Regions from separate parts of the Mus musculus genome. Here all the other regions are linked to region 3. A link is a contact called in public HiCAR-type, HiChIP or PLAC-seq and promoter capture Hi-C data. All regions are on one chromosome and are shown on one strand. Each heading gives the region's core, a stretch centred on a gene start, on an enhancer-like site or on the middle of the called end of the contact. The rest is flanking DNA. Distances are from core to core; before and after follow the strand shown.

The links. Promoter capture Hi-C pulls out the DNA fragments that hold promoters and counts their contacts. HiCAR-type assays count read pairs that join an accessible place to other places. HiChIP or PLAC-seq counts read pairs in DNA pulled down with a chosen protein or histone mark.
Region 1: a promoter capture Hi-C map of pre-B cells shows a contact between it and region 3, with 2.1 times the contacts expected there. The contact joins the promoter of Zfp598 here to the promoter of Rab40c in region 3. A contact is called at or near these places in 1 of 39 promoter capture datasets (pre-B cells) and 1 of 9 other capture datasets (adipose tissue).
Region 2: a contact with region 3 is called in a HiCAR-type map of astrocytes, with 3 times the contacts expected there. The contact joins the promoter of Taf11 here to the promoter of Rab40c in region 3. A contact is called at or near these places in 1 of 39 promoter capture datasets (pre-B cells) and 2 of 115 datasets of contacts at active chromatin or transcription factors (astrocytes and thymic regulatory T cells).
Region 4: a FOXA1 HiChIP or PLAC-seq map of pancreatic cancer cells shows a contact between it and region 3. The contact joins the promoter of Hagh here to the promoter of Rab40c in region 3. A contact is called at or near these places in 2 of 39 promoter capture datasets (erythroid cells and hematopoietic stem and progenitor cells) and 2 of 115 datasets of contacts at active chromatin or transcription factors (embryonic stem cells and pancreatic cancer cells).
Region 5: an H3K27ac HiChIP or PLAC-seq map of double positive thymocytes shows a contact between it and region 3, with 3 times the contacts expected there. The contact joins the promoter of Spsb3 here to the promoter of Rab40c in region 3. A contact is called at or near these places in 1 of 39 promoter capture datasets (embryonic stem cells), 1 of 484 Hi-C or Micro-C datasets (CD4 T cells), 4 of 115 datasets of contacts at active chromatin or transcription factors (double positive thymocytes, large pre-B cells, microglia and 1 more) and 1 of 9 other capture datasets (liver).
Region 6: a HiCAR-type map of astrocytes shows a contact between it and region 3, with 4 times the contacts expected there. The contact joins the promoter of Syngap1 here to the promoter of Rab40c in region 3. A contact is called at or near these places in 3 of 39 promoter capture datasets (the C10 cell line, hematopoietic stem and progenitor cells and hippocampal neurons), 4 of 115 datasets of contacts at active chromatin or transcription factors (astrocytes, extraembryonic endoderm stem cells, microglia and 1 more) and 2 of 9 other capture datasets (adipose tissue and liver).

What each region holds. Positions count from the first base shown.
Region 1 is chr17:24,668,182-24,672,409 of GRCm38.p6, reverse strand. It overlaps Zfp598 (zinc finger protein 598), which reads right to left and starts at 2,723. Exons shown (of 12, transcript NM_183149.2): 1 at 2,437-2,723. The coding sequence starts at 2,652.
Region 2 is chr17:27,905,060-27,909,370 of GRCm38.p6, reverse strand. Taf11 (TATA-box binding protein associated factor 11) reads left to right here and starts at 1,627. Exons shown (of 5, transcript NM_001379368.1): 1 at 1,627-1,870; 2 at 3,961-4,109. The coding sequence starts at 1,700. It overlaps Anks1 (ankyrin repeat and SAM domain containing 1), which reads right to left and starts at 65. Exons shown (of 25, transcript NM_181413.4): 1 at 1-65.
Region 3 is chr17:25,917,510-25,922,263 of GRCm38.p6, reverse strand. It overlaps Rab40c (Rab40C, member RAS oncogene family), which reads left to right and starts at 2,550. Exons shown (of 7, transcript NM_139154.2): 1 at 2,550-2,612; 2 at 2,715-2,899. The coding sequence starts at 2,758.
Region 4 is chr17:24,848,720-24,853,291 of GRCm38.p6, reverse strand. It overlaps Hagh (hydroxyacyl glutathione hydrolase), which reads right to left and starts at 2,802. Exons shown (of 9, transcript NM_024284.2): 1 at 2,624-2,802; 2 at 386-561. The coding sequence starts at 2,699. Fahd1 (fumarylacetoacetate hydrolase domain containing 1) reads left to right here and starts at 2,990. Exons shown (of 1, transcript NM_023480.3): 1 at 2,990-4,396. The coding sequence starts at 3,191. The coding sequence ends at 3,874.
Region 5 is chr17:24,884,165-24,888,918 of GRCm38.p6, reverse strand. It overlaps Spsb3 (splA/ryanodine receptor domain and SOCS box containing 3), which reads right to left and starts at 2,245. Exons shown (of 7, transcript NM_001163751.1): 1 at 2,159-2,245; 2 at 1,002-1,139. The coding sequence starts at 2,239. Nubp2 (nucleotide binding protein 2) reads left to right here and starts at 2,569. Exons shown (of 7, transcript NM_011956.3): 1 at 2,569-2,640; 2 at 3,082-3,200; 3 at 3,302-3,500; 4 at 4,364-4,518; 5 at 4,684-4,754. The coding sequence starts at 2,613.
Region 6 is chr17:26,938,164-26,942,940 of GRCm38.p6, reverse strand. Syngap1 (synaptic Ras GTPase activating protein 1 homolog (rat)) reads right to left here and starts at 1,691. Exons shown (of 19, transcript NM_001281491.2): 1 at 1,423-1,691. The coding sequence starts at 1,489. Cuta (cutA divalent cation tolerance homolog) reads left to right here and starts at 3,403. Exons shown (of 7, transcript NM_026307.3): 1 at 3,403-3,490; 2 at 3,573-3,624; 3 at 3,849-4,057; 4 at 4,155-4,214; 5 at 4,324-4,369; 6 at 4,474-4,523; 7 at 4,765-4,777. The coding sequence starts at 3,583.

The sequences.
Region 1 (4,228 bases), core at 1,474-3,973, 1.3 Mb after region 3:
GAAAATGCCATTGCATCATCAGGTCCAGCCTGCCGACCTGGGCCTTGGAATAACCCTGGGAAGGCCCTCCGCATTCCCCTCCCACTTCCTGCTTGTGGGTGGGGGTGTGGCCCGTCCAGAGACGGGCAAGTTGGAGAGCAACAGGATGAGAAAATGGCTCTAGAGAGATGTGTCCAGAGGAACACAAGAAGTACCTAAAGAAAGACTGAGCACAGACCTCTCCACTACTCAGCACAGGAGCCTCACACCACATGGCAGCCCACCTAAGCTGCACACTGAAGAGTCCAATTGCCCTGGCTCTTCACCAGACCAGCAGTTTCAAACTTGTATACCGTCTCTGTACTACACCCAGACCGCCCCCTACCCGAAGCCTATACAAGGTGTCACAGCAAAGGAAACTGGCCCTTCAACACATTTGTTTTGTTTAAGGCAGTTTCTGTCCAAACTCATTCTGTAGACCAGGCTTGGCCATGAACTCAGAGATCTGCCTGCTTGTGCTACAGAATGCTGGGATTAAAGGTGTGTGCCACCCCCATCCAGCTTTATATAACATCTTAACAAACATCCCTCCTAATTTTTAGTCACATGAAGGGACTAAGTCATTGTGGAATTCTGGAATTCAGGACATATTCAAAGGGTAATACAAGACTCAGTAAGGGACAAGGGTGAAGGCGCTAGGTTACAAGTGGAGGGAATCAGGATAAACGGTGAGGCTGAGCTGGACAGCTACCATCTCACCCCACTTCCCAAAGAGCTCCTGCTGCCCAGCATGGTGGTACAAGTCTAAGAGGACGCCCAGGCTTAGCCAGGGGCACAGAGTGTCAAACCACATCCCAGCCAGGGCAAGCTAACAGCTCATGTCAAAAGCCCCTGCCACAGAGCTCTTAGAGGTGTGAGGCTCAGGAAGACTGAGGGAGGGCAGACACTGGCTACAGCTGACATATGTATGTATGTTCACTCACTTCCTGAGTGAGACCCAGAGCCCAGGCCAGGACGACGTACATAAGGACCTACAAAATGTCTCCCTTCCTAGAAGGAAGCTACAGGTATGTGTGCTCAAAACCCGTGTCAGACCTTCCCATCAGCGTGTGCACGACTGGCCAGCAAAGCCCCAGCAAGACCCTGAGTAGGACACCAGCCAAAAGCTTCCAGAGATGTTTCTAAACCCCAGATCTCATCCAGTAGGGTAAGGCTCCTTCCACCACACTATGTCTGGGGTCTTCTAGTCCCTCTTCCCCAGTATGACATAGATGCTTAGGGAATGTTCCAGATTCCAGCTGAGTCTTTTGACATAAATATCAAGAAAGAAAAGCTGGGTGTGCTGGGTATGGTGGAGAATGACCTAGCCCTCAGGAGGTAGAGGCAGGTGGATCTGTGTGACTTCAAGGCCAGTCTGGTCTAGAGAATGAGTTCCAGGACTGCCAGAGCTACAGGCCCTGTCTCAAATACGGGATATGGTGGTGCACTGCCTTTAATCTCAGAAATCAGGAGGCAGATACTGGTTCTACATAACAAGTTCCAGGCCAGCCAGGACTACATAGTGAGACCCTATCTCAACGAGAAAGAAAAAGGTCAGAAAGAAAAGAAAAAAAAAAAAAAAAACTCAAAATTTTGGCATCATTTCTATCTCTGCATCACTTCTAAGAACAGGAAAGGGTGATTCCCTGGCAGAAGCCACTAGCCAAAACCTTCCACGAACCAACCAAGGTAATTTCACAATTCTGGAAGCAAACAGATCTCTACGGGCAGCAAACCAAGGGAGGTTCAGCTGGATACTCCCCATCAAAGGCTGGCATTGCTGGAGTCCTCTGACCCCCTTCGGGATTTCCAAGTCTAGACAGCCAGAAACATCCTCTTCCCACCACTCTGGAAGGAAGCCTCAAAGCTAGAACTAGTAACGAGGAGGAAAACTTCCTAAAATTGTGGACCACCAAGCACCTAGGAATCAGGTCCTGGTATCACCTCCACTCTACAAATGGAAACGCTGTCTCAGGAGCTAAGGATCACCGGTGGGGCCCAGAAGCCCAACTAGTCTGGAAATGTCCAGTTTAACCCTTTTTTTCCAGAGCAGTCAGCTTCCAGAATAGACAGTGTCTGGAGGTTCCCCCTGGCTGTCTGCTCCTCCTCAGTGACGATCCCGAAAAAATTAAGATTCACAGACAGGAGGGCTCTCGACCTGACCTTGCCCTTCCCGCAGCCAGGTCATAGGGAAAAGTCCCCAGGCTTAGAGTTCCCACAGACATCGCTCCTCCTTCCCCAGCCCGGCCGCCTCTGGCTTCTCCCAGCCCCAGGAGGCCCGGTGATCGCATGGCGCCCCGACCGACCACCCGGCCTCCGGAGGGAGCGGGTGAGGCCAGGCCGCGGCCGGACACCGAGCAGGCAAAGCCATCAGGAGTCCGCCCTCCCCGCGCCCCGTCGCGCGCCCCGCTGGCGCACCTGGCGCAGCTCCTCGCGGCACACGGCGCAGTAGCGCTGCTCGCACAGCACCCGCATCTTGGTAGAGCACCGGTAGCACACCGGGTGATCGCAGCGGCCCAGCGCCGTAGCCTCCAGGTCACCGCAGCACAGCACGCAGCTCCCGCCGCCCCGCTCCGGCGCTGCCACCGCCTCCAGAGCCGCGCGCCGCCCCTCGGCGCCCGCCGCCGCCGCCATGGCCGGGCTCCGGCCCCCTCCTGGCCGGCGCGGCACAGCGCGGCCTGGCTCCCGGCGGACCCGCCCCTTCCGTCGACGTCACTGCCCTCAGGCAACCGCCCGCCTGGCGGAAGTGCGCACTGCGACTTCCGCCCGGGCCTGGTGTTGTACAGAGCTGCCATTCGCTCATGACTGCTGCTCAAGCCTTTCCAGTCATTTAAATGCGGAGTCTCTCCGCCTTCGCCGACGCAAGCTCTGGAAACGCCGGAGGAGCTACAGGGTTTCCAGCATCATTTCCGATAAAACACGAACTGTGGTTTGTTTTTCGAGACAGGGTTTCTCTGTGTAGCCCTGGCTGTCCTGGAACTCACTCTGTACACCAGGCTGGCCTCGAACTCAGAAATTCGCCTGCCTCTGCCTCCCAAGTGCTGGGATTAAAGGCATGCGCCACTATGCCCGGCTCGATCAGTCTTAAGCTAAGTATCACACAAACATTACTTGGACGTAGTATGTAGTATGTTTGTATCTTAAATGCAAATTTCACTGGATGTCCTGGGAACATAGCTTAGTGGCAGAGACTTGCCTACCGTGCCTAGGTTCCATTCCCAGCACAAAATACATACATAAGTAATTCAGCTAGTAATGACTGAATCCGACAAATTTTTAGGAACCTTTCTATAGCCCTGCACCTCTCTTGTGTTTGGAACATAAGCCTCTGACATCAGGACATCCAGACATTCTCACCCAATCCCACTAGAGAAGGGACCTCGTGTTTTCTTGGTTGTAAGACAGACACATCCAGCCAGACATAGTATGTAGGAAAGGGAAGCACCCAGAGGTGCTTGAGTGGATAGTAGTGAACCGGAGGCTTCAAGTCTGCAGCTGTTGGGCGGTCTCCGGATTTCTGATGAAGCGAGATGGGTCCAAATCTGAACCCTTTCTAGAAAGAGTCAGTATATTGTGTGTGTGACCCCAGAGTGCCTATGGCTAGCTAGAATCAGAAATGACTTAAACCCCTAATCCTGGTACCTAGACTTACATGCTTCTGAACTAGGTTGCCCCACTGAAGCCTATAACCTCATTTGTAAAACTGGGGTCGCCATACCAACTATGTAAAGCAGACCGGGCTACATTTGCCATCTTCGGACAGATAGGGGGATTTACCTTTCTTAGGCAACTGGGCAGGGCTAAGTATTGTTAAAATGACAGGGTGTGGTCACATACCTTTCATCCTAGCACTCACAGGCATAGACTTTGTAAGTTTTGAAGTCAGCCTGGTCAACATAGTTTCAGGCCAGCCATGGCTACGTAGAAGTGAGACACTGTCTCAAAAAAAAAAAAATCTGTTAAAATGGAGGACTGGAGAGATGGCTCAACAATTAAGAGCACTAGCTTTTCTTGCAGAAGTCCTAGGTTCAATTCCCAGCACCACATGAAGGCTCACAACCAGTTCCAGGAGGTTTAATATCTTCTGGTCTCTGAGGGCACCAGGCACACACGTGGTACACAGGCAGGAAAGCAAAACACGTCCATAGAAAATAAAAATAAATTTTAAAAAATGAAAACATTTCTGTTAAGATGACAATTGAATGTTAAT
Region 2 (4,311 bases), core at 378-2,877, 2.0 Mb before region 3:
CAAACCGGCCGGGGACGCCACCCCCTCTCCCCCCGCCTCCTCGGCCTCCCCCACTCCCTGGCGGCGCGTCACTTCCGGGATCCGGCGTCACGCGTCACCGCGCCCCCGCGCCCCGCCCCCTTGCCCACCTAGTGGGCGGGGCTCGGCGCCGCCGTGCAGGTGAGCCCGCTTGGCGGAGGGGAGCCTCGGTGTGCGGAGCCGAGCCTGGCGCAGGCGCGGTCTACGCCTAGCGGACCCGCCCATTCGCCAGGTGGCGGAGATCGGAGGCGGCACGCCTGCAGGAGCTTCCCGAACTGCTCGCCTTCCCAAAGGTTTGGGACCTCATGGCACTGGAAATGCGGTCATTGTTCCTGGCACCGTAGAAACAAAAGAAAAGGGGGTAACGCGTACCTCTGTTTTCAACTCCATTCAAAACGCATAGATTCAATACGGGATAGGCGCGGAGATCTAGAACCAGACTTGAAAAATCCCTCCCTCTGGTGCCTCCTGGAGGGAAGACCTGAGAGTTTTACTTCTGCAGTTAGACTGGCATTGTGGCAACTGCCATTTGTCCCAGCAGTCGAGAAGCAGAAGCCGCTGGCTGCATCGCTGTGAGTTTAAGGTCAGCCTGATCTACAAAGCAAGTTACGGGCTAGCCAAGGCTACATAGTGAGACCCTCTCTCCAGAAAAAAAAAGGTGGGGGGGGGGGAGGGAGTACGGGGGTGGCTGGAGAGGTGGTTCCCTGTTAAGAGCACTGGTTGCTCTGCCAGAGAATCTAGGTTTGATTCCCATCACTTGTGGCGCCTCACAGCAGTCTGTAACTCCAGCTCCAGCGGATGTAACACCTTTTGCTGGCCTCCCAGGGTACCACGAACGCATGTGGAGCTCAGACTTACATGCAAAACACCCATACACATGAAAAAAAAATGTAAGAACTCTTAACAGACACTATCCTCGCACTCCATCCTACTAACTCTTCAGAAAAAGTCAGAAGAGACCTTCTTTCTCTTAGTTGTCATGAGAGACATTTTAAAAGTCAGATTTGGGGAACCATTTCCAATTTTTAATATTGGTGGACTAAGGAGGGAAATGTAATTGGGAAAGGATGACTTTTTTTTTTTTTTCTGTTTTTCCCTCACAACACTAGCCTGTTCTGACGCGAGGCAGGTGGCCAATATTTGAAGTGTTAAATGAAACCATTGGATACTTTCTGTTGGCGTTAGAGATGCTTGCGAAACAGAAGGGAAACTTCCCTGGTGGACACAAGCCGGTGGTCTTAGTTCTTTGGGAAATCCGAGGTTAGGTCGCTGCCGGAAGCTGCTCAGTCCACGGCAACAACAAGCAGCGGGACCGAGTTCTCTCCCTGTTCCCCGACTTTGGGCTGAAGGAGTAAAGTTAAAGAAGGGTTAATTGGCATTACATTCCCAGGAAGGAGAAGAAAAAGAAGGAAAAAGAAGTCTCTCGGGAAACGAATTACGCTCTTTCAAAAACGCTTCTGCCCTGAAGCGGAGGATCTAGACTTCTACATTTCTTTCACATTAAAACAAATTCCGTTTATATGAATCCCCTGGGCAACCAACGCGCTTCTGGAAGTGACCCCTCCCAGGATCCGTGGGCGTGACGTCATCGCGGCGCGACGACGAGCCCTCAGCTCCAGCTCCGCTCCACAGCTCCTTCTCCCGGCGGTGCTGCCATCGCCTCTGACCCCCTGCTCTCGCGATGGACAACCTCGGGGAGTCGCCCACAGACAAAGGCGGGGAGCCAGGGGAGTCAGAGGAGACGAGGGCTACTCCTGGGGCTTTGGTGGCAGCCGACACTGAGGGAATCCCGGAGGAAACCGACAGGGATGGAGACGCGGACTTGAAAGAAGCCGCGGCGGAGGAAAGCGAGGTAGGTGGAAGTTGGTGGATAACGCTGCAGGACTACCCGGGTGCGCTCCTGACTGCTTTCTTCCAAAGCCAGGGAACTAGAATTCCCCCACGACTGTTTGTGAGTCTGCAACCTTGAGGGGCAGGAGAGGGAACGGGAAGGTGTAGGTGCTGTTAGAGCCCTATTCAGGCCTGCTTGTACTCCAGCTCCTTTTGGGGGAAGGCTGAGGAGGAAGGTGGAGGAGACAAGAAGATAAAAGACGAGGAGAAAATGGTTAAGGACAAATAAATTTGAAAATCTGAAGCACAAAGGTTAGAAACACGCGTAGATCAATAGTGGAAAGTAAGTTAGAAAGGCTGTCAGATAGATAATGCCTTCTCTCCCCCTCTCCATATTTCTGTATGAGTTTAAATATGAATTCCTTCCTTCCTTTCTCTCTTTCTCTCTCTCCCTCTCTTTCTTTCTTCTCCTCCTCCTCCTTCTTCTTTCTCCTCCTCCTTCTCCTTCTCTTCTTCCCCTTCTTCCTCTTCTTCCTCCTCCTCCTTCGAGACAGGGTAGCCCTGGCTAACCTGGAACTCAGGTTCTATAGACCACACTGGCTTCGAATTCAGAGATCCCCTTGCCTCTGACTTCCAAGTGTTAGTATCAAAGGCATGTGCCACCACTTCCCGACATACCTTTCATTTTAAAGGAACCATTAAATCTCATTAATGAGTTTTGATGTATTACGATTTTATAGTAAGTTGGCTAGGACAGAGTTTGGATCACTCTTGTGAATAAAACGGTTAAGTGTTTATGTGAGGAGAAATGTAAATAGTAAACATCTTGAAGACGTTTTTAGCTTAGGGCAGGCGAAATTGTTCAGCAGGTCAGGGTGCTTGATCCCCAGAACCCACGTTAAGGTAGAAGCGGACTATCTGCACAAAGTTGTCCACTTACAAACCCACACACATGAATGTCCGTAGTAACTGAAAAATTGTGGGTTTTTAAGAATATTTTTTATATGAATGTTTTGCCTGTGTATTTTTGTTTGCCGTGTAATGTGCCTGGCACATTCCCTGTAAAAGTCAGAAGAAGGCATTAGATCCCCTGAAACTAGAGTTGCTAATGACTGCGAGCTGAAATGTGGGTGTTGGTAAATGGAACCTAGATACTCTGCAAGAACAGCCAATGCTCTTAACCTCTGAGCTTTCTGCAGTTTTTAGTTTAAACTCAATATAATGGTACAAGTCTATAATTTCCACAAGCTGAAAATCCAAAATGAGACTTTGTCTTAAATTACAAAAGGAAAAAAAAAAAAGCTTCCGAACTGGGCATGGTGGTGCACAGCTTTAAGCCTAGCATTCTGGAGGCAGAGGCAGGTGGACCTCTTGAGTACAAGGCAGCCTGGACTACTACAGAGAGAGTTCAAGGATAGCCAGGGCTATGTATAGAAACTCTGTCTCAAATTATTTAAAAAAATAAAATAAATAAAATTTGTATTCTAGTATTGGGAAAGATCTCGTGATCCAGTAGAGAAAGGATCAGAAGAACAGAGCTCTGTTCAGTGTGGAGCTCCCAAGACACACATGGAAGGGACTGTACTGACATCTATGGAGTGAGGTCAGAAGGGTGGGCCCGAGGGAGAGTGGCTGTTTGGATCCTTGGCATTTTCCTCGTAATGTGTAAACAGATGCAGGACCTCTGTATGATCATGGCTAGGCTGGGAAATGGATTATTCATTTTCTTTTTTGTTTTTTGTTTGTTTGTTTGGTTGGTTGGTTTTTCAAGATAGGGTTTCTCTGTGTAGTCCTGGCTGTCCTGAAACTCACTTTGTAGACCAGGCTGGCCTCGAACTCAGAAATCCACCTGCCTCTACCTCCCAAGTGCTGGGATTAAAGGCATGCGCCACCACCACCCAGCGGATTATTTATTTTCTTTCCCAGCTGGAGTATAATCTTCCTTGGAGAGATGGATTGCCTCTTATGCAGATGGTATAGGCAGTGCCTAGAACTAGATAGCTACTGCGTAGACAGAGTTGCTGGGCTGGAAAGAGGAGGGTGTTTGCTGGCCTTTCCCAAACCTGAGAAGTGTGCCGAGTACATAATAAGAGTTTCTGTCCATCTCTCCAGCTCAAGAGTCAGGATGTCTCAGATGTAACAGCAGCCGAGAGGGAAAACTCGTCCTTACTTACTCCTGCAGCCAAAAAGCTGAAACTAGACATTAAGGACAAGAAGGAGAAGAAGCAGAAGGTGGACGAAGATGAGATTCAGAAGATGCAGTGAGTCACAGAGGTCCCCAGTCCAGGCTCTAACTCCACTCTGTACATTCATGCTTACTGGCTTTTTTGTGTGCTTTTGAGGTAAGGGCTCATGAGACTTAAGCCCTTAGCTCAAAGGTTTCAACTCCTGATCTTCCTGCCTCAGCCTACTTAGTACTGAGATCATAGGCATGAGCTGCTATGCCTGGATATAGTTTCAGGC
Region 3 (4,754 bases), core at 1,301-3,800:
CTCCTGTCTCAACATCCCAAGCAGCTGGGCTTATAAACTTCTGCCATCACAGAGTTTTGGGGTTTTTGGTTTTGGTTTTTTTGTTTCATTTTGTTTTTGAGACAGGGTTCCTCTGTGTAACAAGCTCTGATTGACTGTCATTTTGTAAACCAGGTTGGTCTCAAACTCAGAGATTGGCCTGCCTCTGCTTTCCCAGTACTGGGATTTACATGCCCTGTCCAAATTCATTCTTGGGGCTGGAGAGATGGTTTAGTGGTTAAGAGCACTGACTGTTCTTCCGAAGGTCCTGAGCAACCTCCTGGTGGCTCACAACCATCTGTAATGGGATACGATGCCCTCTTCTGGTGTGTCTGAAGACAGCAACAGTGTACTTCCATATAATAAATAAAGTCCTTTAAAAAATTCATTCTTGTGCCAGTCTTCATACCTTTTTATGGGTAATACTTTTCACCATATCAACACACCTGCTTGCCATCTGTTTTCTAATGATATATGTGTCTCATTGTTTTGCCTGCATGTATGTAAGTGTGCCAAGAATGTGCCTGGTCCTGGAGAAGTTAGAAGTAGGCATCAGATCCCTGCCTGGAACTGGAGTCATGACTGTGAGCTAACAAGTTGGTGCTGGGAACTGAACCCTGATCCTCTACTAGAGCAACGAGTGCTCTGAACTTCTAAACCAACTCTTCATCCAATCCCTCATTTTATCAGTTTCTTATACTTGTTTTTAAATGTGCATTGGTGTTTTGCCTGCACATTTGTCTGTGTGAGGGTGTCAGATCTGGAACTAGTTACAGACAGTTGTGAGCTGCCATGTGTGAATTCAGTTGTGAGTTGCCATGTGTGAATTGAACCCGGGTCCTCTGCGTGCACACATGCACACACACATGCACACACACACACACACACACACACACACACTTTATCTATTATCTGACAATGTTCAGGAAGTTTGTGTAAAAACTGTTCCAAGGTACAGTATATGTGTGACTGCAGCATGTGGAGGTATGTGGAGGTCAGAGGATAACTTTCAGAAGTCATTGCAGCCTTTCCCCCTGTTAAAATGGGCTTACACCAGGCCAGGTAGCTCTTGAACTGCTGGACAAATTCTCCTATCTTTACTTCCTTTCTTTCTTATTATAGGAGCCGGAGCTAGATGGAGATTACAGATGGTCAGTCACCGGAGGGAGATCGAACTCATACTGTTAGGCTTACAGTGCAAGAGCGTTGGTCCCAATCTATGTTTACGGTTTTTTTTGTTTTTTGTTTGGTTTGGTTTGGTTTTGGGTTTTTGAGACAGGGTTTCTCTGTATAGCCCTGGCTGTCCTGGAACTCACCCTGTAGACCAGGCTGGCTTCGAACTCAGAAATTCGCCTGCCTCTGCCTTCCGAGTGCTGGAATTAAAGGCGAGCGCCACCACGCCCGGCTTATGTTTTACGTTTTAAATTTTTTGCTATTTATGTGACTTGTGAATGCACTCTTAACCAAGAACGCTGTCCGTGGCCCTCCAGCCTTGGAGCTGGCCGACCGAGTGTGCACATGCAATGCGTTGCCCATCCTGGAGTTCACCGGGCCAACGCTGCTCAGTCGCTGGTCCAAGCCCTCAGGATCCGCTTTGGGAAGGATGTCCCCCACAAGAGACAGCTCAGAGGTGGACTTCAGCCGCCATCCTTGTGCCAAAACACTCAGTAGCGGCCCCGCCCACTCCGCAGCCAGGAGGAAGTCCCACCCCTTGGAACAGCCCACAAGGGAGAGAGGCTTGCCCCTCCAGGGCGAACACTAAGTGGCTGTCCCCGCCCTGCCCTCAGGGAAGGCGAGCCCCACAGTGTACGACGAACTTTGTTACTTCCCTTCTGGGTCTCTGTGAGAGCGGCCGGCCAACGCAGCTTGATAGATAACCTGCCCCCTTCCAACACCCTCCTCCCGGGACTCAGCTGAAGCAGGAGTTATCTCTACCCTTCCGCTTGTCCACGAGGGGGGAAGGGTAGACTTGTGTAATGTTTGACTCTTGATTGGCCCGAATTAGGAAAGGGGTGGGCCTAGGAGGTTATGATCGATGTTAGATGGCACAAATGCCTTAGCAGTAGTAGCCAATGGTGATGACGAGGGGGCGGGAGGCCAGGATGTTGCAGGTCGGTGCCCGGCTACTATGGCTCTGAGGCATCCTGCAGGAAGCAGTAGGGGTTGGGATGGACATGCAAGAGCAACCAATGATTTCGGAAAATCAGTGGGAAGTAGCCAATGGTCACAGCGAGGAGGCGGGGAAAAACGCCAGCCTCAGCAACACTGTGTACGAAATAGCGGGGACGGGACTTCAGTGATAGACAAGCATGTAGACCAACAGAAGTGAGAAAGAGGGTGGCAGCGGGCCAGTAGCAGTGGCGAGTGGGCAGGGCGGGGCGACCGTGGGCTGGGCGGCACCTTGTGTGGGGCGACGTGGGGGCGGGGCGACCGTGACGGCCAGGCTGCCAGGCCAATGGCCCGGAGAGGGCCGGCGGAGGGTGGCCAATGGCGGCGGCGCATCCGGGGGCGGGGCTGCGGGGCTGCGCGGTGCCGTGCGGGAAGCGGCGGGTGGCGGCGGCGGCAGCGGCGGCGGCGGCGGCTAGGAGGCTGAGGTGAAGCTGGCGGCAGCGGGGCGGGTGCACTGGGGGCGGTGGCCAGCGGGCGGGAGCATCAGCGTCCTGACCGCACGGCCGCTCACCAGCCTTCGCCCGCAGGTCTGGCGGCGGTGCCGTGGGCCGCGGTGCGGCGGGCGGGAGGATGGGCACCCAGGGCAGTCCAGTGAAGAGCTACGATTACCTGCTCAAGTTCCTGCTGGTGGGCGACAGCGACGTGGGCAAAGGCGAGATCCTGGAGAGCCTTCAGGACGGCGCAGCTGAATCCCCGTACGCCTACAGCAACGGTAGGCCGGGGTTGGCTGTGGGCGCGCGAGGTGGGAGCGGCCTGTCGCGGGAGCGGGCGGCCTCTGCGCGTGTCGCTGCGGTATCCTCTGGCCCTGCCTTGAGGAGCCGTCGGCAAGCGGGCGCGGGTCCTGGTGGCTACTAAGAAGTCACAGCAGCAGGTCTTTGGAGTCCATTAGGGCCTGGAATGGGCCGCGCGGCAGATACCGCACGACGGGCCCGGTGCTCACCGCACTGCCGCCGGAGGGGTTTGCTCAGAGACACCGCACCCTGTGCAGGGAGAAAATAGGTCTGCTGCGATGTGATTTTTGTTAACTTCCGGGTGCATGGCAAAAAATACACAAGGTAGATTGCATCACTGGCACTTGCCTGAGCTTGCCTCTTAATTTAGATATTTAAGGTAAAATCGTAGCTAACAGTGGGTGGGATTGGATCACAGGGGCTGCTGACTCCGGAGGAATTAATGTGCAGTGGGCCTGTCATCTTATATCACTGGACTAATTCTACCTTCCTGGTCGCTTCCCGAGTCCCTTTTACTCTGCTTTTTTACTTCATTCTCTGGGGTCTTGTTAGCCCTGTCTTACTGCTCTGAGTACTGGCGGTCTGGTAAATAACAGCTGAGTGTGTAGGTAAGACATCTACCACTCTTAGCAGTTAGGACTTGTCAAGGGTGATGACTGCCAGGACATCAGTGGAGGACCCTTCCTTTTGAACAGTAGCGCTGGATCTTCTCTGTAAGTCCTCCCCAAGCACCTCTCAGCTTCAGTTCACAGCAGGCATCTTCAGCGCAGGAAAGGAAGAGTCATGGTTTTACTTTGCAGGGTATGTGAAAAGACCTCTGCACAGCCAGGCAGCCTTGACTGGTATTTAACTGGGCGTCCCAGGGTGACAGCCCTGCTCAGAAAGGCTTTGGGGGGTTACCTTTCCAATGGGGGAGTGTGGGAAGGGCTGGGCTTGGCTTCAGAAATGCTTAGTGTTAACTTGTGCTTTGGAGAGACTGCTTGTCCCTGCTCCACTCTTCCTTTCCCCATCAGCTTCAACCACATATCCACACAGCCTCCTGCTGGATCCTCTTTCCTCCTCTCCTCTGTCAACGGAGTCTTGCCAGATTTCCTATGACGTGCTACCCGAAGTGGGGCCACTAGCACATAAAGAGTACAGAGGTGTGAGACTTACCATGGGCACTGTTCACCCACCCAGTGCTTTCACGATGCACAAGCTGTACGGCCCGTGTGGGTCCAGCAGTGTGAAGCACAGAGGCAAACAGCCTCAACAGCATGGTTCTCATGCTGGGTTGACATGCATACAGCACAGATATCAGGCCTTTGGGTCAGAGCATTGGGCCTCCTCAGAGAAGAGATTAGCAGTGGTAAAGCAGCTGGTTCTGGAGTGTGCGCACAGTGTGTATTTACTGTTTGAAAGAGCTGGACTTCTCGTTCTCTAAGTAGATAAGCGCATGATTCCTTTCTCTCACCATTATTAAACATCCTCTGCATGTCAGCCAAGTGCTGGTGGTGTAGTCCTTTAGTCCCTGTGCTGGGGAGCAGAGGCAGGCAGACCTCTGAGTTGGAGGCCAGTCTGTTCTATAGAGCAAGTTCCATGACAGCCGTGACTACCCAGAGAAACCATGTCTGGAAAACAGAAAGAGAACGTTCATTTTCACTTTTAGGTTTTTTTCAAGGTCCAGGGCTCCTCTGAGCAGGGTAGTCCCCACCTGGGAAGGAGTCTGCTGCTCCATATTGGCCCCTGATCTCCTTCTTGATCCCAGCTGGGTTATTTACCTGTCTCAACGTCTGGTCTAGCTTGTTCCTTGGGTGTGAACATCGCTCTCTCTGACTTTACAAACATGTGAGTCAT
Region 4 (4,572 bases), core at 1,553-4,052, 1.1 Mb after region 3:
GCTAGACAACTTTGTTTTTTCTTGTTGTTTTGTTTTTGCTTTTGTTTGTTTGGGTTTAGGGATTTTTTCTTTTCTTTTCTTTCCTTTCCTTCTTTCTTTCTTTCTTTTTTTTTTTTGGGGGTGGGGGCAGGGTTTCTCTGTGTAGCCTTGATTGTCCTAGAACTTGCTCTGTTGACCAGGCTGGCCAGATCTCTGAGCTCCAGCTGTCTCTGCCTCCTGAGTGCTGGGATTAAAGGCACACACCACCACTGCCAGCTGACAACTTTGTTTGGATAAACTAATTTCCACCTAGCTTCCACAAAGCCATAAAGACTGTGGTCGTAACCCAGTGGATGAACACTGAACTAGGTGACAGGGTGCAGGGGGCAGGAAGAGCCGCACATACCTTCTGTGGTTGCACTGGGTCCACGATGGCGGCCTCCTGGGTGTCCTCATCAATGATCAGGTACATGTAGTTGTCAGTCAGGGCAGGCAGTAGTTCAACCTTCATTATGTCTTGCTGCACAGTCAGATTCTTCCTGAAGTCTGAGTGACACAGAGATAGTCCCAGCAGGGCCTGACCTGAAGAAACACACAGAAGGAACCTCAGACACCTCACCAAGATTTCAGAACGGCCAGACCCCTCATACCCGATGGCTCAACAGCTGGCTTTCTGAAGTTCCGGCGAGGGAATATCCTTTCACTACATCCTTCAGGAAAGCAGAGACCACGTAAGTCAGCCTCTCCCAGGTACAGAATTGTTATTTTGGGGTTTTTTGGGGGGGTACTTTTTAGGTTTGGGGCTTGATTGATTGATTTTTTTAGGTTTGTTTATTTATTTTTATGTATATAAGTACACTGTAGCTGTCTTCAGACACACCAGAAGAGTGCCCTTTATCCCATTACTGATGGTTGTGAGCCACCTTGTGGTTGCTGGGAATCGAACTCAGGACCTCTGGAAGAGCAGTCAGTGCTCTCAGCCGCTGAGCCATCTCTCCAGCCTGATTGGTTGATTTTTTTTTAATAGATCTTGCTCTGTATCCCTTTCTAGACCAAAATCACTGTGTAGTCCAGGCTGGCTTTCAAGTCAGGACTCCTTCTGTCTCCATCTCTTTCTTTCTTTTCTTTTTCTTTTTCTTTTTTTCTTTTTTTTTTTTTTTTTTTTTTTTTTTGGCAGGGGAAGGGACAGAACCCCAGGGGCTCCTACTCGCAACTCGAAAGATCTACACCTCACCCTAGACTTGAGAGCTTGGTATTTCTTCTTAAGAGTTCATACAGGCTGTGTTACCTGCCTGTGGTGTGACTCAGGCCTAAAGATGGCAGGACAAGGCACCAGAGCATGGCCGCTCACTCTCCAGTCATGGCGTCTGCACTAATGGACTTAAATCCTCTAAGCTTTCAGCCCTTCTCAGGCCTCCAGCCCAAGGAGAGAACAGTATTTTCTCAGCTATGGCCAGCATAATGGAAAACACACAGTGCAAGCTCCTGAAAAGAAGAAACTGCTGCTTGGGACTCAAGCATGAGGGGCAGAGAACTTATCACCGAAGGATTGTCTTGGAGTGGGCCAAGGAGGCAGCAAATGACCAAGGGACTCCACTGTACTTTTGTCTGAATTTGTGGTGCTGGGGCTTTAAGCATTCTAGGGAAGTGCTCTGTCACAACCCTGCTCCCCATTTCTCCTTTTTTGGCACAACAGCTGGGCACTTTCCAGACCCCTTCTCATGTTCAGCAAAATAAGCATTTCTATAAGATCAGGTTTCTGTAATATTTGAATTCCCCTAAGCCCTAGCACTATCCACGCCGATGGACAGCGGAGGGTGAGAAACAGGTGAATACGAGCCCTTTTATGTACTTCCTGGTAAAACACAACAAACCTGCATGGATAAAGATCATGTTATTACCAGTGCTCAACCCACTCTAGTCGGAAGAGAGCCTGACTGCTCTGAAGAAGATGCGATCACTCCTATGGAAGGAATTCATCGCTCCCAGCTCCTTAGTTTGCAACTAGGGACATTCTGTTTGAATTGAGGTCAAATCCACAGACACGTTTTATATTGCTCAAACGTCAAAAAACGTTTCAGAGTTGCCTCTTCTCACCAGGAGGGCTTCTGCGGCACCAAAAGCTGAGCGGCTGCTCAGTAGTTATTGTACCTAGCTCTTAAATCGCCTAGCTCTTAAACAGCCTTCAGCAGCGACACTAAGGGGTATCCCTTAAATGGAGACCCATACTTCTGTTCTCAACGAGCGGACTTCTTAATAAAGATGGTTCATAGACTTTCAATCACGATTGTTCCAAAGTTCCCGGCTAGCTGAATTCAGGCTGGCCAGCTCCGGGGCTTTGGCAACCCACTGTCGCCACATCAGACGTTAAGAGGAAAAGCCGACTTAAAAACTAAAGTCGCAACCCCAAAACTGGAGTCGGACTCTGGCCAGGAGGGAGCAGGTGCCAGCCCTCTGCCTCGATCCCGGGCCACGAACCCCTCCAGCGCCAGATGCCTATTCCAAGGCCCTCAACACGCCCGGCCCCGCTTCTCGCCCGCCCGGCGGCGCTCAGCACCTGCGCCTGGAAACAGCAAGGGCTCGCCCAACCGACGTCCGGCCTCCAGCACCCGGCCGCGCCGCGTCAGTACCTAGACACACTTACCCAGACCACGGCGCGCGCAGGTGGCTCCCAGCGCTGACAGGCTCCGGAGACACAGCGACCCGCGACCCAGCACCATGACCCACGGGGTGCACAGCCGGGTCGCGGAGTCCGCAACACCAGCGTCGTGGGCATCAACACTGGCGTTGGCGACTGCAACCAATCAGTGTCGTCCTCCTACTGCTCCCAACCAACCAACTCCTGCTCTTTACCAAAATGCCACGCCCTCAATCCATCAGTGACCGCCCATAGAGTTCACAGCCAACCAGTGCCTGTCTCGCACCGCCGCGCCGCCCCTAGCCAATCAGTAGTAGCTCCTGCCCCCCCCCCCCAAAATGTTCCCTAGCTGCCCTAGCAGCCTTGGCCTGTAGACTCGGTCTGCAAGTGGGTGTTGGAGGAGGCTGAGCGTGAGCCTCCTCGTCTCTCTGGGGCAGTCGCCTGCACGCAGAGACCTTTCGCTGACCTCAGCGTCCCGCTGCTGCGCAAGGAAGGGCGGGGCCGCTCCGACCTGGACAGCGTCCGAAGCCAGTCCTCTGGAGGCCGCCGTAGTCCGGGGGAGTCGGTGGTCACATGACCCAAAGCTGTACTATGGCTTCCACCAAACCGCTGTCTCGTTTCTGGGAGTGGGGCAAGAATATCGTCTGCGTGGGGAGGAACTATGCAGATCACGTCAAAGAGATGCGCAGCACCGTGCTGAGTGAGCCTGTGCTTTTCCTGAAGCCGTCCACCGCGTACGCTCCCGAGGGCTCACCGGTGTTAATGCCCGCTTACTGCCGCAACCTCCACCACGAGGTGGAGTTGGGAGTGCTTCTGGGCAAGCGTGGTGAAGCGATCCCGGAGGCTGCAGCCATGGACTACGTGGCCGGCTATGCCCTGTGCCTGGACATGACTGCCAGAGATGTGCAGGAGGAGTGCAAGAAGAAGGGGCTGCCGTGGACCCTGGCTAAGAGCTTTACGTCCTCCTGCCCGGTCAGTGCCTTCGTGCCCAAGGAGAAGATTCCTGACCCTCATGCCCTAAGACTGTGGCTCAAGGTCAACGGAGAGCTCAGGCAGGAGGGCAAAACATCATCTATGATCTTTTCCATCCCCTACATCATCAGCTATGTTTCTAAGATAATAACCTTGGAAGAAGGAGATCTTATCTTGACCGGGACTCCAAAGGGAGTTGGGCCAATTAAAGAAAACGATGAGATCGAGGCCGGCATAGATGGGGTGGTTAGTATGAGGTTCAAGGTGAAAAGATCAGAATACTGAGAGTAGAGTGCCAAAGGGGAAGGGAGACAGAAGCAAGGGAAATAAATGACACTAATAATGAAAATCTAAAAATTATGCTAGACATGTCAAAAAAGATGAATCCTTAAAAAATAACGTGATCTAAAAGACCTGGGACTGAAATAGAAACAGGAACAACGAAGCTAAAGGATATAGAATGCTTCCCAAGAGGGCAATGTTAAACTAAACTTTGAGAAGTTGTAGTTTTCTTTTCTAAAACTGAACTGAATAGACTTTTCAATAAATCATTCTGAAGTCTATACCTCCAGACTTAAAAGTGCAAAGGAAGTAACTCATTAATGCTGTTGGCCTTTAGGAAAGCTGTTTGTACAGAGCACTCCAGTTGATTTTTACTTGGGAAAGTCCTCCACCTCAAAGCCAGATAAGAATTTTGTTAAGTGAGCTCTTGCTGCAGCCCTGCCTTGTTTACTTTGGGTGTGGCTTCTGAGTTTGGAAGATAATTTTGAAATTGTTTTCCAAATAAAGACCATTTCTGTGTGACTGAAAAGAGCACTTTCTTTTCCCAGGGTGGGGAGCACTTCTTCCTCTGGGACTTAGGACCTTGGCCTTTGGTTTCCTGAGCACTGTGCCTCTTTAACTTATTAACCACATAAACCAATACTTCCACCTCAAAGACACAGGCCCTAGGGAACTGACAAGCCTGGAGATGCTGTGTGTGT
Region 5 (4,754 bases), core at 996-3,495, 1.0 Mb after region 3:
CTCAAGCTCAAAAGCCCCCAAGAAGGGCCTGGGGCACTGCTGACCTAGTAAGTAAATCAAGTTTTCCTTATAATCTGGTGATCCAATGGGCTTCTAGAAGGGAGCCTAACTGTAACCCTAACCCGGCTTCAGAGAGCTGTAACATCAGAGTAGAGGCAGTACAGGGCAGAGCCAGAACACCAGTCTGGTACCAGCAAGTCAGTAGCCACCTACTCCCAGGAGCCAAGTCAGGCACACTGGGCTGGGTATCTACCTTGTGCTCAGAGACTCCAACAAAGGAAGTCTTAGGACATTTGAACTTCAAGAACTATAAATATTATAAAGAAAAATCATGCACTGATGACCCTAAGGGTATCACATGGTAGAGAACTGACTCCAGCGACTCCTGACCTCTACACGTGTGCCCACACACAATAAACTGTCTCACGTCCAAGGCCTGCCTGTGTTACAGTGTGAGACCATTTCTGAAAATAAAACCAGCAGGGATAGTGACACATGCCTTTGATCCCAGCACTTGGGCAGTTCTCTTGAGTTCAAAGCCAGCCAGGTATATACAGAGAAACCCTGTCTCAAAAACCCAAAAAAGATCACAGATCCTATCATATACAACACACATGAAATACAGCATTTGTGTGACAAAAACATCCAGGGTGATCCAAATGGCTCAGCATATGTATGTGTGCTACTGCACGTCACGGACAACCTAAGCTTGCTCCCCAGATACCAAATAAAGGTGTAAGATAGAACACACATACAAGGCTCCTGACCCATTCACTGTGGCACACAATAATAAAATTGGCAGGCCTGGTGAACAAGCATTGTACAGTAACCAGCACTATCCAGAACTTTCGATCCCTGTCTCTTGTCTTGAGGCCTGACATACCTCAGGCTTTACCAGACCAAAAAGCACCACATACCAGGACACAGCTCAGCTGCCTGGCTCAGTGTCTTTTTCACCCAACATAGACACTGGTTATCCCCACCTTGCCACTTCGACCTACCTGCCCATCAGAGTCATAGCCCCAGTTAGAGCTGCCTGCCAGAGCCACAGCCCGGGCATCTGTATCTCGGCGGGCTGCGCTCAGGACGAAATGCCATGCCCTGCTACTCCGTGTACGCCGGGCCATAGTGGAGAGAACCTGGAAAAAAATAACTGTAACTTTAAAGACATGTAATGTATCAATGTCCAAACAAGGCCCAAATCTACACCCCACAACTCTGCCCCCTGCCACTTCTACCTGGCAGCCTAAGCCATGGATCCACCAAAGGCTGGGGACTCCAAGCCCTCAACACTGAGCTCTGAGCTCCAGAAACTCCCACAAGCTCGTACCTGGCTCGAGTATCTGAGCACCTCAATCAAGCCCAGGGCGATGGTGTGAAACACAACCCAGACACCCATGACTTTGGATGTGTCCCAGCCCATCTCTGCATTCTGTTCAGGAGCTGTTGCCCCTCAGGCATTTGACACTTAACTTGCTCCTCCTCCGCGGTCCACTTTGGCAAATGGCATCCACAGCATCCAGTTCCTCATGCCAGAAACACCGCTGTCATCCACTCCTGACACCCCTCCTTGCCATTGGAGACCCCCACCGCTTCCTGCACCACACAACTCCCTCTCACCCATCCGGCTCTGCACACTACAAACTCAGTCTTTGATACAACCTTAAACTCACTGGCTTGACATCGTTCTTGGGACAAAATGAAAGGCTTTGAGAGGTCCGGATCTCCTCTCCCGAGTGGACTGTCTTTGTCTAATAGTCGACTCTGTCCTAGCTGCCTCCTGTCCCCCTGTAGACCCACTGTACTACCCTACCTCGCCCCGGCCATCCACAAAGAAGCCGGGCGGGGCCGCGCACAGCACTCCACAGCAGTTGGGTTGGCTGAGCGCCGTATAAGAACACACAGTAGGAACCCAATGAATGAACCAGAGATGTCCCTGGACGTAGCCACGCTCGGCCTCCGCGGGGCTGAAGGTTGCTTCCCTCGCCAAAGGCTCGCGGATCTCGCCACAGCGATGCCGTCCCTGACGCCTGACTCCGAGGCCCCCGCCCAGACTCCCGAGCGCCACCGCCAGGGAACAACGGGTGGCCGGCTTGACCGCCTGCAAGGTCAACCCGCCGGCCGCCGGGCCTGACCGGGCTGGGCCGGCGCGGCTCACCTGCGGCCAAAAAGCTCCCCCGGCGCTGACCCACTTTCCGTTCCGGCCGCGACGCAAACAATCCCCGCCCCCGCCCTGCATTGGCCCGGCAGCCGAAGGCGGGCTCTATGGCAGCTTCGCGCGGGGGCGGGTCTCGCGAGACAGGACTGCTGTCAAGAGGCTTGCACAAACTGTCAATCCTGAACCAAAGTTTCTATTGGCCCTCGCTAGAGCGGTCAAAAAAAAAAAAAACTTTCGCATGACCATTGGACAAATATAAGGAAGTGTGTCCGTGCCCGTGGCGTCATCATCAGTTGCCAGGATCGGGACCTCCTTGGGTGATCTGATTGGCTGGACGGTGAATGACTAACCTCTCAAAATGAGTAAGGGGCGGGCTCTTGTCACCATTGGTTCAAAGGCTGCGAAAGTTTGGAGAGGAAGCGGAAGAGAGCCGCGAAAAGCAACTAGTAGCGGAATGGAGGCTGCTGCCGGTGAGCGTGCAGGTCGGTCAAACGCGAGGGGTTGGGAAAGTCTGAAGGCGAACCGCGTGCAGGCCCACGCCAAAGCATCCCATGTCCCCTTGTTTACTGAGCTAGCCGAGTGTCGCGATGCACACATCGGCGGTTATATCTGCTCTAAGACCTCAGCCTCACGCCTTTCCGAGAATTGGGGGCCCTGCTTCCCTAGAACTGGAAGTCTCTAGTGTGGAGTCTGCGTTTGTGCGCGGGTGTCGCTTAGCTGTGATCATCTACTCTGTTAGTTTCCTCTGTGTCTGTTAAAATTAGCTGGCAGTTTGAAGTGAGCGTTCACGTGTGCACGTGCCTTCAGTTGCTCCACTTCAGACAGAAGTGAGGCTGAGACAGGTCTGGGGCTTCTAGAAGACCTACCCGCGTGCCTTTGTCTTTGTCGCTCTCTCAGACACCCCAACTCCTGTTTCTCACCAGAACCCGGGAACCTGGCCGGGGTGCGACACATCATCCTTGTTCTTTCTGGAAAGGGTGGCGTTGGGAAAAGCACCATCTCCACGGAGTTGGCCCTGGCTCTGCGCCACCAGGGCAAGAAGGTGAGGCCTGGACCAGGGTTGACACCTGTTTCATTGTTGTCCCTAGCTCCCAACAGGCTTGGCAGACTTCTTTCCACCCCTCAGCATCCTCCTCCTTGCAGGTGGGAATCCTAGATGTGGACCTGTGCGGTCCCAGCATACCACACATGCTCCGTGCACAAGGCAAGGCCGTGCACCAGTGTGACAATGGCTGGGTGCCTGTCTTTGTGGATCAGGAGCAGAGCATCTCCCTTATGTCTGTGGGGTTCCTGCTGGAAAACCCTGATGAGGCCGTGGTGTGGAGAGGTCCCAAGAAACATGGTAAGAACTTAGTGAGAAGCAGTGCTTCCTCCCTTCCTCCAACTCCTCAGTGCCTCTTTACTGAGGCCGCTTTCCCCCATCTCGTGCCTACTGCCATTGGATAAAGCCAGAAGCTGGCCCTGGCCTGTATTGGAGTCTCTTTCCCATTGGAACGCTTCTACTGCGCATAGATGTCCACCCTTCAGGGTATATATACCTCTGGGTTTCTCCCAGCCTCTGGATGGAGAATATGACATGAGACCAAGATCAAGGGAGAAGCTGTGCTCTGCATTTGTTGTGAAGCCATCAGGCACTCCTTAGATAGGAAGGGATCTCCCTTCTGAGAACCCTCCCTACGGGCCCTCACTCAAGCCAAGGGTCTAAGGCCGCACAGTGTGCAGTGGATCCCAGTGCTGAGCTTTAAGCGGGTAACATTGAACCATCCTAGCTGCCATGAGAGACTGCCTGGGAAGAATAACACACTTAGATTTAATGGCTAGCTGTCCTGGATGTGCTGTCAAGGTGCTCGAGCCAGGGCATTTTCTCTGGGCTTGAGGGCACAGATGCCCTTAGAGTCTAGGTTGCATCCTCACCTGGGGCCTCAATGGGAGTTGGCTACACCCCGCCACGTGGAGTGTGCAGACAGTTGAGTGCTAGCAGGTGGTAAGGCTGCTGGAAAGCAAGGCGAGCTTGTGGGACCCCAGAAGCTCTGCCATGTTATCTCGAAGATCAGCGGGCCCTGGCTGCCGTGTGTGGCACATGTCCCCAGGGTTCCCTGGGAGCTGCCCAGAAGCAACTGATGGAGATCCTGGGCTGGACAAGATGGGCCTTTCCTTTCCTAACCCTTTCTCAGGGATTACTGCTGGGCTTTGGGGTCTTTGCAGCACTGATAAAGCAGTTTGTGTCTGACGTGGCCTGGGGGCAGCTGGATTATCTGGTTGTGGACACACCTCCAGGGACCTCTGATGAGCACATGGCCACTATGGAAGCCCTGCGCCCCTACAGGCCCCTTGGGGCTCTTGTAGTCACCACACCACAGGTACTACTGGCAACTCTTCCAACCCTACCTGGGCATGGGTGTCTGTGTCTGTCTGTGTATCTGTCTATCCACCCTGGTTGAGCTTGGAATGGACTGTAGTGGGCCATGTTCTCTGCTTGATTCTTGCCTCATCTGTGGCTGACTGGCCCCTCCTCTGATCCACAGGCGGTGTCTATTGGGGATGTGAGGCGGGAGCTGACCTTCTGTAAGAAGACTGGGCTGCAGGTGATAGGGGT
Region 6 (4,777 bases), core at 442-2,941, 1.0 Mb before region 3:
CACACACACACAGAGAGATTCTATAGTTAAGAATACTAATGACCCTAGGAAGCAATGGAACATGGCAGAGGACAGGGAAATGGGAAATTTTTACTGGAATGAGAAGTTCCACAAGGGTCCAAGATGGGGGAATTCCTTAGAGCCCTGTTCCAACGATCAAAACCTGTGTTTTGGTAACCCCCCCCCCCAATCTCTATCACCCCAGGAAGCAGAGGGGACAAGAAGAGAGGAATCACCAGGTTGGGGAATAAGAGGAAATAAGCACAGACCATGTGACAAGATGGGAAGTGGGATAGGAAACAGAGGGTGAGCTGAGGGACAAGTAACAGCGTGAACCTAAGAGAAAAGGAAGATGGTAAAGATGGTGGTTGCTTGCCTAGGGCAAGGGAATGGACCAGAAGGTTTCAGCCAACATGGGGCAGAGGGAGTGAGAGAGACCTGTCAGGGGATCTGAGACACGGGGCCCAGGAGCAGCAGTGGTGTATTAAGGTAGTTATTAGAAGAGAGGGAGGGAAAGAGAAGAGATATGAGATAGGGACCAATACAGGGGAAGAACAGAAGGGGGACTCATATAAGAAACGGACACCATATGGGGGGAAAGATATAAGTGATGGACAGCAGAGGCAGGGAGGGGGACTGGAAAGAAGAGGTGGGGTGGGGGAAGGGGTCAAAGCGATTAAGAAAGCAAATGAGACTCAGGGATTGCATCTCACTTCTCCAGAGTCCTAATGAGGGCCAGTTACCCTCAGGATTTTTATCTGGCCCTTGTCCCCACCCCTCAATCTTACTTGCATCCCCCCCCCCAAACCAAAAAAAAAAAAACCACTTGATCCTCCCCCTTCTCTGGTGTCCCCTCCCCCAATCCTTTTTCTCTCTCCTCTCTTCCCTCCATCTGGACCCCCCACACCCCCCCACTGCCACCTTCTTTCTCCATCTGGCCCCTTCCCTCCCTCCATCCTCCTCTCTTTTCCTAAGTCCTACCACCCTGAGCCCCTCACCAAATTCCCTTCCCACCTTCTTGGTCTCTCATGCCGCCTGTGTTTTCATTTCCCCCCTACCCTCTCCCAAGACCATGCCTCTACTTCCTTGGTAATTTCTTCCTCACTCTGCTCCCAAATCCAAACCATTTCTGCAGCCTTTCCCCAAACTCAGTCCTCCCTTCTCATCCCTTTCTGACGCGCTTTCCCCTCCATCATCTTCCCCTCAGCCCCCTTGAAAAGGCCCGTGTCCCAGCCCCTCTATCCTACCCCTATGCCTCTAATCCCTCCTTTCCCACTGTTCCCACCTCTGCCTTCCCGACCCTCCCCTCTCCCTCCATTTCAGCCGCTCCTTCCCCTCGGTGGCCCCGGCCCTCCCCCGCCCGCTGCCCCTCCCCCTCTTGCCCCCCCATTTGGCCCTCCCCTCCCCTTACCACCACCGTACCTCTGAAGGGGGCATAGGACATCGCGGGGATGCTCCCCCGATGGATGGAGGCTCGAGACCTGCTCATCAGGCCTGAGGGGGAGGGGGCGGGGGGACGGGGGGAGAAAAAGAAGAGAGAAAGAGGGGGAGAGAAAGGGGGAGAAGGAGGAGGTGGAGGAGGAGGAGGAGGAGGAGAGAGGAGGAGAGAGGAGCGGAGAGGAGCAGAGAGGAGGAGAGAGGAGGAGGAGGAGGAGAATAAGAGCCAACGGCAGCAGCGGCAGCAGAGAGAGGGGGGGCGGGGGAAGCGAGCTAGAGAAGAGAGAGCAGGAGGAGGAGGGAGAGACTGCAGCCCCCACCCCTACCCAGGGAGACCCGGAAAAGGAGAGAACGAGGGACCCCTGACTCATACACACCAGGGAAGTCCCGTAGAAGCTGACCCAAGACCCTCAGACAGACCCCAGACCCAGAGAAAGATACTCACCACCTCACCCCCCCCCCACCTCCATACTCAACAAATTGGGTCTCACAGATCCAAATCTAGAAGGAAAGAGACCTCTGAGCTCAGACCCCACCCCCTAAATTAAAGAAAGGAGTCAGGGACCAGAATATGAGACTCTAGTGTCAGCAAGGTTCTCCAGACCCATGTTAATCTTATTCGAACCCTGGACTTGTAGTTTGGGAGACCCAAAACAGAGACCTAGACCCAAAGAAAAAGATGAAGCCAATATTAGAAAGTGCCCCAGGCCAGAATTAAATTTTAGAATCTAGCTAGAGGTAAGAAACCCCACATTCGTATCTCAAAGAAACTGCAAACTTGGGGATGAAGGAGGAGACATTCGGCTGACCCAAAGATGAAGATGACCACATAGAGATCTAAAATACATTACATCTGAAAGATGTGAGTTAGTGACCGATTGCGAGGTTCAATTTCCTGAAACAACTCCCCAGGTAACCCAGACCCTAGGAAGGGCCCAAATATTGGACCCCCACCCCCACAGGACCCAAATATTGGACCCCCAACCCCTCACCTACACACACAAGGATCTCTGAGAACCCCCCCCCCAACTCAAGAAAATGCAGAAGCCTAACAGGAGCCACCCATGCCAAGGACCCCAGACCTTGGAGGGAGGGCTAATATTTGGGCGGCAGGGCCCTTTTTCCTGCTGTCTCCACCCTCTTCTCTGTCCTCTCACTGGTCCCCTCTCCATTTTTGGGTCACTGGATGTGTTTAGGCTCCAGGGAGGTTATGTAGGGCAGGTCCTGGTTCCTTGGGGGAATGGATGAAGGTAAGGAGACCCAAGACCGAGAGGTGGGCCAGTCCTGGGGAGAAGAGTCAGCAAGGGGGAAAGAACAGGGTCACACTCTGAACTCTAACTTGCAACTCTCATTTCTCCTCTCCACTCATTTGTCAGCCTCTGTCCGAAGCTTTGGGCTCTGGGTATCTTCCATCACCCACTAGCCCATTTACAGGTGTCACCCAGTGCTTTGAAAAGGTGTCTTTCCTCTCCCAGCCACGGCAGTGCCAGGTCTGAGCCTGCCTGATCACTGCCCCCTACCCAGGGACAGCTGGCTTCTCAGCTCGGTGCTAACGCAAGGGCGGTGGCGGGGGGTGGGGGGAACTGTCCCCACCCAAGGCTGCCTGTCAGCGCGGGGAGGGAGGGGGGCTGTTACTAGGCACACTCCGGAGCTCAGGACAACTCCCCGGCCCCAGCCTGACGCAGCGACAGCGCGGGTCGCCAGGTCTCACGTCACGTGGACCGCGAGGCCGGCCAGCAATTGGCCTCCGCTCGCTGCTCCTGAGGCGGCGCCGCCTGAAAGGACAGGCCTCATCACGTGACGGCGGGTCGCCGCAGCGGCGTTCCCCTGCCAGCAACCGGTTGAGGATTCACGGAAATGGGCGGGCCGCTGGGGCGCACGACCTCAGATAAAGCTGCCGATTGGTCGGAGGGCTCGACGCCACGCCCACTTAAGAGGGCGGGGCTACCGGGCCACTTGAGGGCCGGGATTGGCCAGGTCTGGAGACTCCGGGAAGGCAGGGCTGCTCCTGTCACGTGGTGCACACTGTTTTCGCGTCACGTGGCTACTGCAGGTAAGAGGCGGCCGCTCCGCCGGGGCTCGGGGTCCTTCGTCCGTGCAATGAGCGGCCATTGATTTCTTCTTTTCTCTACCAGCGCGGGCTGCATGAACTGGGGGCGGGCGCCCGGCGTCTTGCTCGGCGGAGGGGTGAGTCTGGCCCCGCCTTTTCCGGTCTCGAAGTCTCACCCAGCTTCTGCAGCGGAACAGAGGAGCTGTCCCAAGTTTCTTTTAAGTTTCAGGGACATTTTTTTTTTTCTTCCTGGTGCAGAAAAGGCAGCGCAGAGGCTTGGTGTCTGCCCCAGAAGGCAGCCCAGGTGCAATTTCCTGGGGCAGTTGTGGGGACACTGAATCCGCCCTCCCCCCTGCTCCAGGCCACTCTGCTCCTGTCGTTTCTTTGGATGCCAGCGCTACTGCCGGTGGCTTCCCGCCTTCTGTTGCTACCCCGAGCTCTGCTGTCAATGGCTTCTGGAAGCCCTCCGTCCCAGCCCCCTCCGGCCTCGGGCTCCGGCTACGTTCCAGGATCAGTCTCTGCAGCCTTTGTCACTTGTCCCAACGAAAAAGTCGCCAAGGAGATCGCCAGGTGGGGACCTCGGCCAGATGACCTAGAGAGAGCGTTGGGGTTAGGGGAAGGGTGCTGTTTCCGGGTCGTGCACACTCTGATCTCGCTTCACCCTCAGGGCAGTGGTAGAGAAGCGTCTGGCAGCCTGCGTCAACCTCATCCCGCAGATCACATCCATGTGAGTTGTCAGTTAGAAACGGAAATCTACCCGGAGGGGCTGAGAGCTTTTTCTGGGAGAAATCTTCCTTTCCCAAGACTTTGTTCCCTTCTTTCTCTGACCTCTTCAGCTATGAATGGAAAGGAAAGATCGAGGAAGATAGTGAGGTGCTGATGGTGAGAAAATTCCCCCCCTGCCTGGCTCCTTTGACAACTCTGGCCCTCTCCTGACACCAGTTCTCTACCCCGTTGGTTGAACTATGTCTGTCTTTGCCCTTTAGATGATTAAAACCCAAAGCTCCCTGGTCCCTGCTCTGACAGAGTTTGTTCGGTAAGAACTTTGAGATTTTCTTTTGGTGGTGGTGGTGGGGCTGGGGGATGAACCAGGCAGGGCCTTGAGTATTTCAGGCAAACACTCTGCCACTGAGTGAGAAGAAACCCCGCTCCCCGCCTCCCCTCCCCCAAGCGCTGAGGTGGACACTGTGTGGTGGAACTTACTGGGGAGTCCAGGGCTGGTGTCTTAGGGGGTGTATCTTTGGGTGTCCAAATAACCTCGCCCTATCACTTCGCAGATCTGTGCACCCT